3 separate regions of the Rattus norvegicus genome follow, and all the other regions are linked to region 2. Evidence: chromatin contacts called from public Hi-C data. All regions are on one chromosome and are shown on one strand. Each heading gives the region's core, a stretch centred on a gene start, on an enhancer-like site or on the middle of the called end of the contact. The rest is flanking DNA. Distances are from core to core; before and after follow the strand shown.

What was found. Hi-C and Micro-C count contacts between places; a contact is called where the count stands out from the background.
Region 1: a contact with region 2 is called in a Hi-C map of liver, with 5 times the contacts expected there. The contact joins the promoter of Hps1 here to the enhancer-like site in region 2. A contact is called at or near these places in 2 of 12 Hi-C or Micro-C datasets (Schwann cells and liver).
Region 3: a contact with region 2 is called in a Hi-C map of liver, with 2.6 times the contacts expected there. The contact joins the promoter of Pyroxd2 here to the enhancer-like site in region 2. A contact is called at or near these places in 5 of 12 Hi-C or Micro-C datasets (the Rat2 cell line, kidney, liver and 1 more).

What each region holds. Positions count from the first base shown.
Region 1 is chr1:251,523,635-251,526,674 of GRCr8, reverse strand. It overlaps Hps1 (HPS1, biogenesis of lysosomal organelles complex 3 subunit 1), which reads left to right and starts at 1,444. Exons shown (of 19, transcript NM_040669.1): 1 at 1,444-1,509; 2 at 1,810-1,926. The coding sequence starts at 1,810.
Region 2 is chr1:251,400,527-251,403,722 of GRCr8, reverse strand. No RefSeq gene overlaps it. Among named protein-coding and RNA genes, the nearest start is that of Loxl4, 37 kb to the right of the region's middle. Within about 2 kb of position 1,767, at least 3 of the 93 cell types and tissues checked have an H3K27ac peak or open chromatin away from gene starts, as enhancers often do. A contact at or near this core is called in liver, where this site is marked.
Region 3 is chr1:251,496,387-251,499,700 of GRCr8, reverse strand. Pyroxd2 (pyridine nucleotide-disulphide oxidoreductase domain 2) reads left to right here and starts at 1,693. Exons shown (of 16, transcript NM_001004261.1): 1 at 1,693-1,822. The coding sequence starts at 1,696.

The DNA of each region.
Region 1 (3,040 bases), core at 195-2,694, 120 kb before region 2:
GGGGACATGGCACCGCTCCCTAGCACCCGAGACTTACCAGGCGGGTGACCAGCAAGAGTAGGAGCCTGAAGGGCAAAAGCAATGCCAAGTGAGAGCAATGCACAACGGGGCGGGGCTCGAACCCACAAAACAGGCCCGGGTCATGTGGCTGGGTCACGTGTCCCACCCGGAAGCGCGCCTCAGACTGGCTACACGCTGGGCGGTGTGAGCGGCGGATCTGGTACGTGGGCATCTTGGGTGACCGAGCGCCGCCCTGGGTCGCCCCTCAGTGGGGACCTCCGCCCAGCCCTCTCAGCTTGGAGAGCCCCGGGCGCCCGCGGGGACCGACCTCAGTCTCGTGCCCTTTTGGAGCGGGCGTCTCGCGCCAGGCCTTCGAGCCCCCGGAGGAGAGGGGGAGGGTACGTCAGGATTTGAGGGTGTCATTGCTAGAGTGCTAAACAGCTGTAGGGCGGAGCCACGCAGTGACGCGGTGCTAAGTGGCGCGGGGAGAGGCTCCCTCGTAGTCCCTGCTCCTCCTGGAGCTTCGCAGACTGTAGTCCCCACCCCTCTCACCCATCACCCACCCCGATACTGAGCAGTGTTAGGCGGGACAGGCCACTGGGGCAGTTTGCTGGGGACAGTGGGTGCAGGATATTTTCACAGGATGGCCCTTCTCCTCAGAGCTACCTCATTTAAGAGCAAGAAATAAGGAGAACAAAAACCAGAAACTGAGGTTAGCAGCCATTGAAGATAATCGGAAGATAATCCCGGAAGTTGCCATCAAGGCCAAGCCTGAGGGTGGTGCTGCCAGGCTCAGGGTTTCATTGCTTTCAAAACTCCTAGGAGCGATCCTTCCTCCTCTGCTATAGAGTCTTCCTGCCTGATATCAAAATGGGAGGATTCCGGAGTCAGCTTATTTCTTTTGTTATTTGAAGCCGAAGCCGGGGAAAATAAGAACGACACTCAATTCTTGTCCTTAGTCGATGAGCCTACTGGTGCTGAAGTTGCAACCTGGCGGGTGACTCCTTGTAGCCCTGTAGGAAGGTGCAACGGGGTTCTGCTCCCCAGTCTCCCATGAGGCTTCGAGTTGAATGTGACCTGGGAAGGCCCAAGTCAGAACCCAACCCAAATGCCATTTTTTCACTCCCTCCGGCCACTCTGGAATGGGTTGTGTGGTAACCCACCGCTGTTCACAGCTCCCTGGGGCTGACCACACGTGTGACTGAGTGACCCGAATACTAACTGGGAACTGTCTAGATGCAGAGAGGGTAGGAACTAGTGTGTCATCCACGGATACTCCACATAAAGGACTCCCTGAGCTTGCGGTCCTTAAATGGGGGAACCTGTGACTTTTCAGCCCTTGTCCTGGTTGTCCACTCTTAGGAACAGGTGGCAGTAAGGACCTGACCCTCTGTGTGCCTTCATGCCTTCTCTGCCTTAAGCACTTGCAGGCCCAAGCATGCCGCGCTGTTGTCTGCTGAACTGGTCAGAGTCTAGCTCCTGGGAAGCCCCGCTGTGTGCTTTGCCAAGGTAAATAGTGCTCCTCTCCTGGGGGTCGGGGGGGTCGGGGGGGTGGGGGTGAGCAGCACCCACTTGTAAAGCAGAATGAAAAGAGTGAACTGAACTGTCATGGACACCTCTTCCCCATCCCCCCTCTCCAGCCCTGCCCCGCATGTCACTGCTTCATTAGGGGGCAGCAAGGTAACCCCAGAACGACTGGGTGATGGCTGGCCTGAGCCAAGCTCAGTGAGTGTCCGATGTGCTGAAGCCCTTCTCCTTACCCTGGCTGACCTCATAGATGTGACCTTTGCCCTCGCTTTTCCCTGAAAGATGAGGTGTGTGTTGGTGGCCACTGAGGGCGCAGAGGTCCTCTTCTACTGGACGGATGAGGAATTTGAGGAGAACCTCCGGCAGAAGTTCAGGCAGTCAGAGAATGAGGAAGAGGAGGTAAGTGCAGAACGGGCTGTCTGGGGCATTGGTAGAGGAGCCCCAAAGCCACCCAAGGCCAGGAGGCCCAAGTACCTCTTCCTAGCCAGCAGGAGGGCTCTGCAGGGTCTGTGCCTGGCCAGCAGAGGCAGCCTTTTGATGTCTTGAGTACTGTGATTTCCTACCTCACCAGAGCTGCCTGGGCCCATGATGGGGAAGGAGGTAAATGTTAGTCTCACAACAGGGAAATTTGATGTCTGGTTCTCTACCCGAAAAGCTCGACATAACGCATTAATTCCTAACAGCTCTGTTAAGACATGCTAGACCAACTATTGTCTGCTCACATTTAAATGATACCATTTGATATGCCCATATCTGCGACTCGGTCACAGTGAGCGAACTGTCTGCCACCCCAAAAGCTTTAAGCCCTCTTTTACTCCCTTTACTCCCTAAGAGTCAGTGAGCCGTTTGCCGTCTCATGAGTCTGTGCTGTGTAGGCTCATCCAGAAGGACCATGCACAGCGGTGTAGGTACTACCTCCACCATATCTGTAGGCCATAATCCGTTTCTTCCTTTCCTTCTTCGTGGGCATTGGTTTGTTTTTAGGTTTTGGTAACCATAGACACGTCGGCTGTGAACATACATCTTTGTATGGGTTTGGACGCTATGGGTGTTTGTTGTTTTGTTTTGTTTTATACATATGGTTGTTTTTCTTTTAGGGTTTGTAAATCCTGAGATTTGCAAGAGAAAAACCAATTCCACCATTTTGAGCCAAATTTGAAGCAAGCTTTAATTAAATACTGGCTGGGACGGGCTTTGGTCAGGACTCTTCCCTGGAGTTCCCAGCTGAGTGGGCCTGAGACACATGTTGCAGGGTCTTATGAGGAGAAACCCATATGGCCACCATATTTTCCCTTACAACTTTGTTATTATCCGGGAACTACAACTCCCAGGAAGTTACCTGGTCCTTGGGTGGGTGGGCTCATAAATTAACCTCTGGTCTTAAGTGTGCGGACCGTGTGCATGCAATGCCCACTGAGGCCAGAAGGGGGCACTGTATCACCTAGAATTGAAGTTACAGGTGCTTGTGAGTTGCCACTTGGTTACTGGGACTCGAACCCCGATCCTCTGCAAA
Region 2 (3,196 bases), core at 518-3,017:
CTTTGATTCCACTCATTCGGTCTTAGCTGCCCTCAAGGGATAGCTAGAATATGACCACTTACCTGGAGATCTGGCTCATTTCTAGCTCAGCCCTAGCACCAGGGTATGGTCCCTCTCCTTTGAACCTAAGTGGCCTCTACTGAGCATGCTCTGTGTGTGAGCCTGCCATCAGGTGCTATACATCATTCCTGCCTTCACCCAGCCCTATGAGTTGTGTAACAGCCTCCACTTTGTATAGAAGGATGCGAAGACCCAGAGACCTCACTCGGAAAGGGAGAGTGACTGGGAGAGGCAGAGGAAGGAAGAGAGCAGCTTTCAAGGTCAAGTTACCATTTTGAAATGAAGGTGAACCAGGGAATTGTCATGGATGGAGAGGAGGAAACATTTAGATCTTCCAGTCAATATTGGCTGACCCCATGCTCTGTGGCTGGTCCTGGTGGAGTGAATTTCAAGGCATCTTCATTTTGTCACCAGAAAAGAGTCGGTCGGAGACAAGGAGTGATTTCTTCAAAGTCATATAGCTCCGAAATTATACAGCCAGGATGGGGCGTGGAGCCCAGATTCCCTGTGCAGGGTTCCCTCAGGCACCACATGGCTTCCTTCCGAGAAGCATCCATACCCGTGTACCAGACACAGGGATGAGAGCACATTTCCAGGGAAGCCTCAGCTGGGAGACTCTCAGGGTCATTTCCTCAGAGATGGGCTCCTCTGGCAAAGCGACAGTGTTTGACAGTGTATGAAGCAGAGTCAGGCTCACGCTGAGCCCTGGAGGGTGGCGACAGTGGCCTTTCCATCCTGGTGCTCATAACAAATGCCTGCCCTGGACAGCTGCTTCCTGAGGCTCCAGAGTCTTCCTGAGCCTCTAGAGCAGAAGCTGGTCAGGACCCCAAATGACCCCATGTGCTGGATACCTCTGAACTTGAATTTGCCCTTCTAGGCCCATGTCAGCTCCCGTACACAGCAACTTACACGGCCAGTGCTACCTGGGAGGGCCTACGGCATGCAGAAATTAATCCAGTCTTAGACATGGTAGGGCCCCTATCTCTGCCCTTTGAGAACCCTATTCTAATTTAGAGAGCAGAGCCAATATAGTCTTCCAGAAAATGAGGGATTGTGGGCAGGAAGATAAAGATGCCCAGAAAACACTCCTTAAAACATGAGAGAGGACAGAAGGTCTGTCCCCCAAACAAGAAACCCAAGAACAAAATTCTGGGAGTACCATGACTAAATCTGAGGAGTCTAGAGGTAGGCAATGGGTCTTGAGATGACTTAAAAGCTGCCTGCCACGTTTCTGGCATCCCACAGAGTAGTGGGCGGGTCCGAGGTCAGAAAGAGTGCTGGCTCTGGGCCAGCATTTCAGAGAAATGGAGTAGAGATAAGGGGACCAGAGTCCAGAAGCTGAAACAGAGCGTGAAGGGGGGAGCAAAAGGTTAAACAGTGTTTGAGGAGAGAAACTGGGAAGAGAGACACAGAAGACACTAGAGTGTAGCCAGCCCATCACTCTGCATTTCTGCCTTGAGGCGGACTAGAGCTGAGTTTCTGAGCCTTTGTTCCCTAATGGAAAGAGAATCCAATGGTGGCCCACTGGGTGGTCTCTGGGGAAGGAGCCTCCTGGGCTAAGGATAGAATCAAGCCCCATGTGTCTCTTCCAGGACCCTAGACACACCAGGTTCAGGACCAAGCCCACTTCCCTAGGCTGCTGCACCTTCAGGCCCCGGGAAAGCATCTGATCAGAGGCTGGTTCCAGGGTGGCCATAAGAGGGCAGGAGAGTGCTGGTAATGAGCCAGCTGAAGTGTCTGGCCAAGAGCTGGGCTCTAAGAATCTCCAGGAGCCAGGGCTGGACCCAGAAGTGAGAAGGGGAGGGGAAAGAGGAAGAGGAGGGCAATCGCACACAGAAGGACAGATCCCAAGAGAATTGACCTGTCCTCGAAGCTGATCTACCTCTTGGCGGCATGAGACTTGGTTCACAGACTGGTGGGCAGATCTGGGTTCAGTGGTGAACACACAAGAGACGAGGGACAGTGATGTATCCCCAATGGCACCTCCCACGAAAATGGGCTTTCCTGGGCCTCTCTCTGCTGCCACAGCTCTCTGCCTACCTTTTTCCCAACTCACGTGGGAAACCCTTACTGCAACCAAATAGTAGAATGGGTTCCAGGTATAGGCAGCCCCACTAAGAACTCCACAGCCCAGCCCCACTTGTGACTTGAGAAATCAAAGTAAGCCCCAGCCCCAGGATGAAGCAAGTCCAGAGACCAAGAGAGGTGTGCGTACTCACAAGTACATGGGTGCATGCATGCGCATGTGAGGGCATGCACGAGTGGACACACATACGGACACACACGGACACACACACACACTCAAGCACAGACCCAAAGTCCGCCTTCAGACTCTTCTGCATCACAGACCCTAGCAGTTGAGACACATTTGCTGACTATTGTGTTTACGACCTGGTGTAACCTGAGGACCACTAGCACGTGCATGCCACTCAACCCTCTGCCCTTTCCTCATCATCTTCCCTTGCTCCTGATTCTTCACGGATGCAATTGGCCCTGGTTCTCCCTCCCAACAGAGAGCAAGGGATGGGAGAGAGCCGAGAGCCAATCAAAAATGCCCATGCACTCTTTAAATTCATCTTTAGAGAAGCAATGAGTTCCCCAGGGGCTGCCCCTTGACCCTCTGGGTAAGGTTTTGCTCAGTTAAAGGACAGCCCCGCAGTCTGAGAACCAGGAGGTTCTCTTCTAAGACTCAGATTCTGCAAGACAAGAACTCCTCACCTCAAAGCAAACAGTTTACCTGTAGGGCCATCAGCTCCATCTGTAAAACGGCCTCACTGAGCTGTTTTAAGTTCAAGTGAAGCCCAAGAGCTTAGTCCTGGGGCTGCAACAGTAGTCTGCCTTCTAGATAGATTGGGCGACCCCACCCCAGTAAACTAACACGAGAAAACAAGAGCAGCAACTGTCTCCTGCACCAGTTCCCCCTCCCATAATCCCCATCTTGAGGAATACCAGAGGCCACCCAGACTGGAAGCTTCAGCTCCTATTCTGTCTCTGCTGCACCACAAAGACCTGCTTGTTCCCTGGCGGACATGAATCCCAACACTGTCCTGCTGTCTCTGACTGACATGCACGAGGCCCTCCACCCTGTCTCCAATTCCTGCCCTGAAGGCTGTAGCTGTTCACCAGCTTCTGCTGA
Region 3 (3,314 bases), core at 444-2,943, 96 kb before region 2:
ACTGAATGCAGACGCAGTTCTCTATTACATCCACTTCTAATGGACTGCATGGGAGTGTGGGTAGAGGCTTTGCACTTGGGTTTCAGGAGTGATCGTGGACAGTTTAAGCCCTCCTGGTGTGTGGAGTGAAGCCCACGCTGAGGGTCAAGGGGTTCTCAGAGGCCCTCTTACACGGCCATCTTTGGCGTGCCCGCTGGGTTTTAGCCATCTCTGACCCAGGTGTTCTATTACCTACCGTCTAGGGCTCTTGATCCGTTCATTTTCTCTGACAGGTAAAGACTTAAAAGGGAGGGGGGAATCTTGAGAGCCAGAGAAATAAATTCTCTGAACACAACAGAAGATAGAACTGTTGGAGAGAGGCTTTTATTGGGGGGTGACAAAATACACCCCAGTAAGGTACACACAGAGAAAATACTCTCTGCACAGCAAAGGGGGTCTCCAGAAACCAAAGGGCTGGGACTTTTAAGAGTGTTTGAGGAGTTCTTCCTCCGCCAATTTATGGTTTGGGTTTGAACAAAAATAGGACAGGGAGGATGAGAGAACCACAACTTTGGGGTAAGCAAGATCTGGACTGGCCTTGAACCTGTGGTCTGGTCCCTAGGCAGGCAAGCCCACTTGTTAGCAATTCCTGTAGGCTCTGCCCAGCAGTTACCTAGTGGGGAACAAGGGCCAGGCTTGTAAGACTGATACCTACCTCATGGAAATGCCTCAGCATGGGCTTGCTAAAAGCACCCCTCCCCCTCCACTGCAACATACCACGTTTTATAAAACAGCACAACTAGAGAAAAACCTTGTCAGGTTTTAGTCCCAGGTCAGGAGGGTAAGGAGGAAACCAGCCATCTTGGAAGCTCACCAGTTTTATGATCTAGCTACCCCTTCTCCCCCTGTCTTCCTCTTGTCCAAACTGCCACACTAGGCTGCCCAGTTCAGATTGCAGCACTCCATTTTCGGTACCCTTCTCCTGCAGAGGAGTGACTCCTGACAAGTGGACAGGTCCTCTGTTCAAGATAGGGCACAGGGTAGTGTAGAAGCACACTAACTGAGGTAATTTACAGGTGTGAGCCCAAATCCTTGAGAGCCTTTGGAAAATTGGAAAGGTACCAAAACAAAACTGTTCAAACCTTTCCTCCCAGCAAGATTGGCCTCAGTGGAGTGTGCAAGAGAGAACAGCTCTTGGGGACATAGGTGGCCTTTTCTGTTGTCCAAAGGCACTGGTGTGGTTGTACTGAAAGATGACTGTGGCGGTTCCTGCAACAGTGCCCGGAAGCAGTGTCCCGGACTCTACCCACCAAGCAGGAGTAAAGTCTGACTTGACTGTGCCCTTTCACTGGGTAGGATCTCGGCCCCGCCCCAGGCTTCTGCCCTTCCTGAAAAAGAAGGCAAGAGGAAGGCGGGACCTCCGCTTTGGCTCCTCCCTTCCTCCCCTTCTAGTCCACCACTAGGCCGGGTAGAACTTAGTTAACTGTTCTCCTTTTGGTCCGTGCTCGCTTGAGTCCTGGAGGCGACACAGACTGCCAATTCTTAGCCTACACGCCCCCTTCCCAAGACTAGCTTGCGCAAACTCAGAGCCACAGAAGCTCAGACCCTGGGAAATCGTGGCCCAAGGCCAAGGCTGACACTGGACTGTAACTCCTAGCCCCTCCCCCTGCCTGGGCCTCTGGAAAGCCTACTGCAAGCAAATTGCTGGGGGCAGAAATGGCTGCCAGCGGCCGAGGTCTCAGCAGGGCCTTGCACTCCACTCCCTGTCCTGCTTGGAAACGAGTTCAGTCGGGAGCCAACGGGTGCCTGAAGCCCGAGTACGATGCGGTGGTGATAGGAGCAGGTAAAGCTAAGGAAGCCAGAGCTCAGGGAGGGAAGGCAGCGTCCTGCCCACTGGGCCTTTGAGGGACCCCCAGGGAGCCTCCCTGCTGCCTCTGCTGTGGGGCACAACCTGGCCGGGAGTCCCAGTGAGCGGGGTCTGTGATGGGAGTCCTCCCTGGTCTGGGAGTCAGGATCCCTTGGTTCTGATTCCGCCCTGGGGTTCTGTGTGGTCTAGAACGGGCTCTTGTCTTCTGAGTTTAAACCTTTCTGTCTAGAATGACAAGGAGTGACTAAGTAAACGTAGGAATTTCTCTGTATCTCCTGCAAAATGAGCGACTCCTTCCGGGACCATATGCAGGTAGCATTATGGTACTTAAGGGTGAGGAAGAAAGACCTCGGGACTGTAGACAAATGAGATCCCACTGTGAGTTCTGGTACCCATCTCACTTCTGAGATCATCCATTAGAAGAGGAAGCCAGAGTTGTTTCATAAAGGGAAAAGGTGGTTGGGGGTTCCCAGACACCCTAATGCGCACCCACAAAGGGTGCCATCTCCCATGGCTTCCCTCAGACATAGATACCTGCTATAGCGGTCGTCCTGCAACCTCTTGCTGACTCTCAGGCTCACAGCACTGATGTGTGCTGGGTAATAGACTGAGGCATAGCCTAGGGCCGGACTGCACTCCACACCAGGGCCTTCCGGTTCACACTTTTGGGGCCTGGAGGCATTTATTTCCAGCTGTGCCCTTACGTAGACGATAGCAGGTTCACATTTCTGTGAGACACCTCACACAGCTTTAAGTAAATACCAGCCTGGTTTGGCCTCTTCTTGTGTCTACTGAGAGCCACCCTCTCTGATTTGTGCACACACGAATGTTTATTACACACAGACTTGCTTTTATTATCGATCCTAAAATAAAGATATGTCTCACGCAGTTTTTACAAATCAAATATACAGAGCTCTCGATTTAAATGCCAAGTTTCATTCCATTGAAAACACATCTACCCAACACTCCACACAGGGAGTGAAAGGACAGCAGCAGGGCCCAAGGTCAGCAAGCTCCATTCAAGGGCTGTGCCTTTCTGAGTGGACATCCCCTCAGGCCTGGGGGTTAGCAGGTCCTGAAGCAAAAGGGGACACAGGAAAGTCAGTGAGGACTTGGGGACTGGACTTTGGGGTTTTGTTCTTTGTCACTTGAAGTCTCTATCATTCATGGCTGAACTGAGACCATTTGCCAAGGAACCTTTGCTAGTTTTCCAAGATTGGTGAGCCACCAATGAAAAGCCATGTTTGTTACAGCCTTGCAGCCAGCTGAGTGCTTCTCTGGACACTGCTAAGTCTCCTCCCTCAACACCCCAAGGTTCCACATTGTATATGAAGGATATATATTACATGCATATTTCTCTCTCTCTCTCTCTCTCTCTCTCTCTCTCTCTCTCTCTCTCTCTCTCTTTCTCTCTCTCTCTGCCCTACATGTTAAGAACTTCAAGGTAGCCACTGGCTGTCAGATGCCT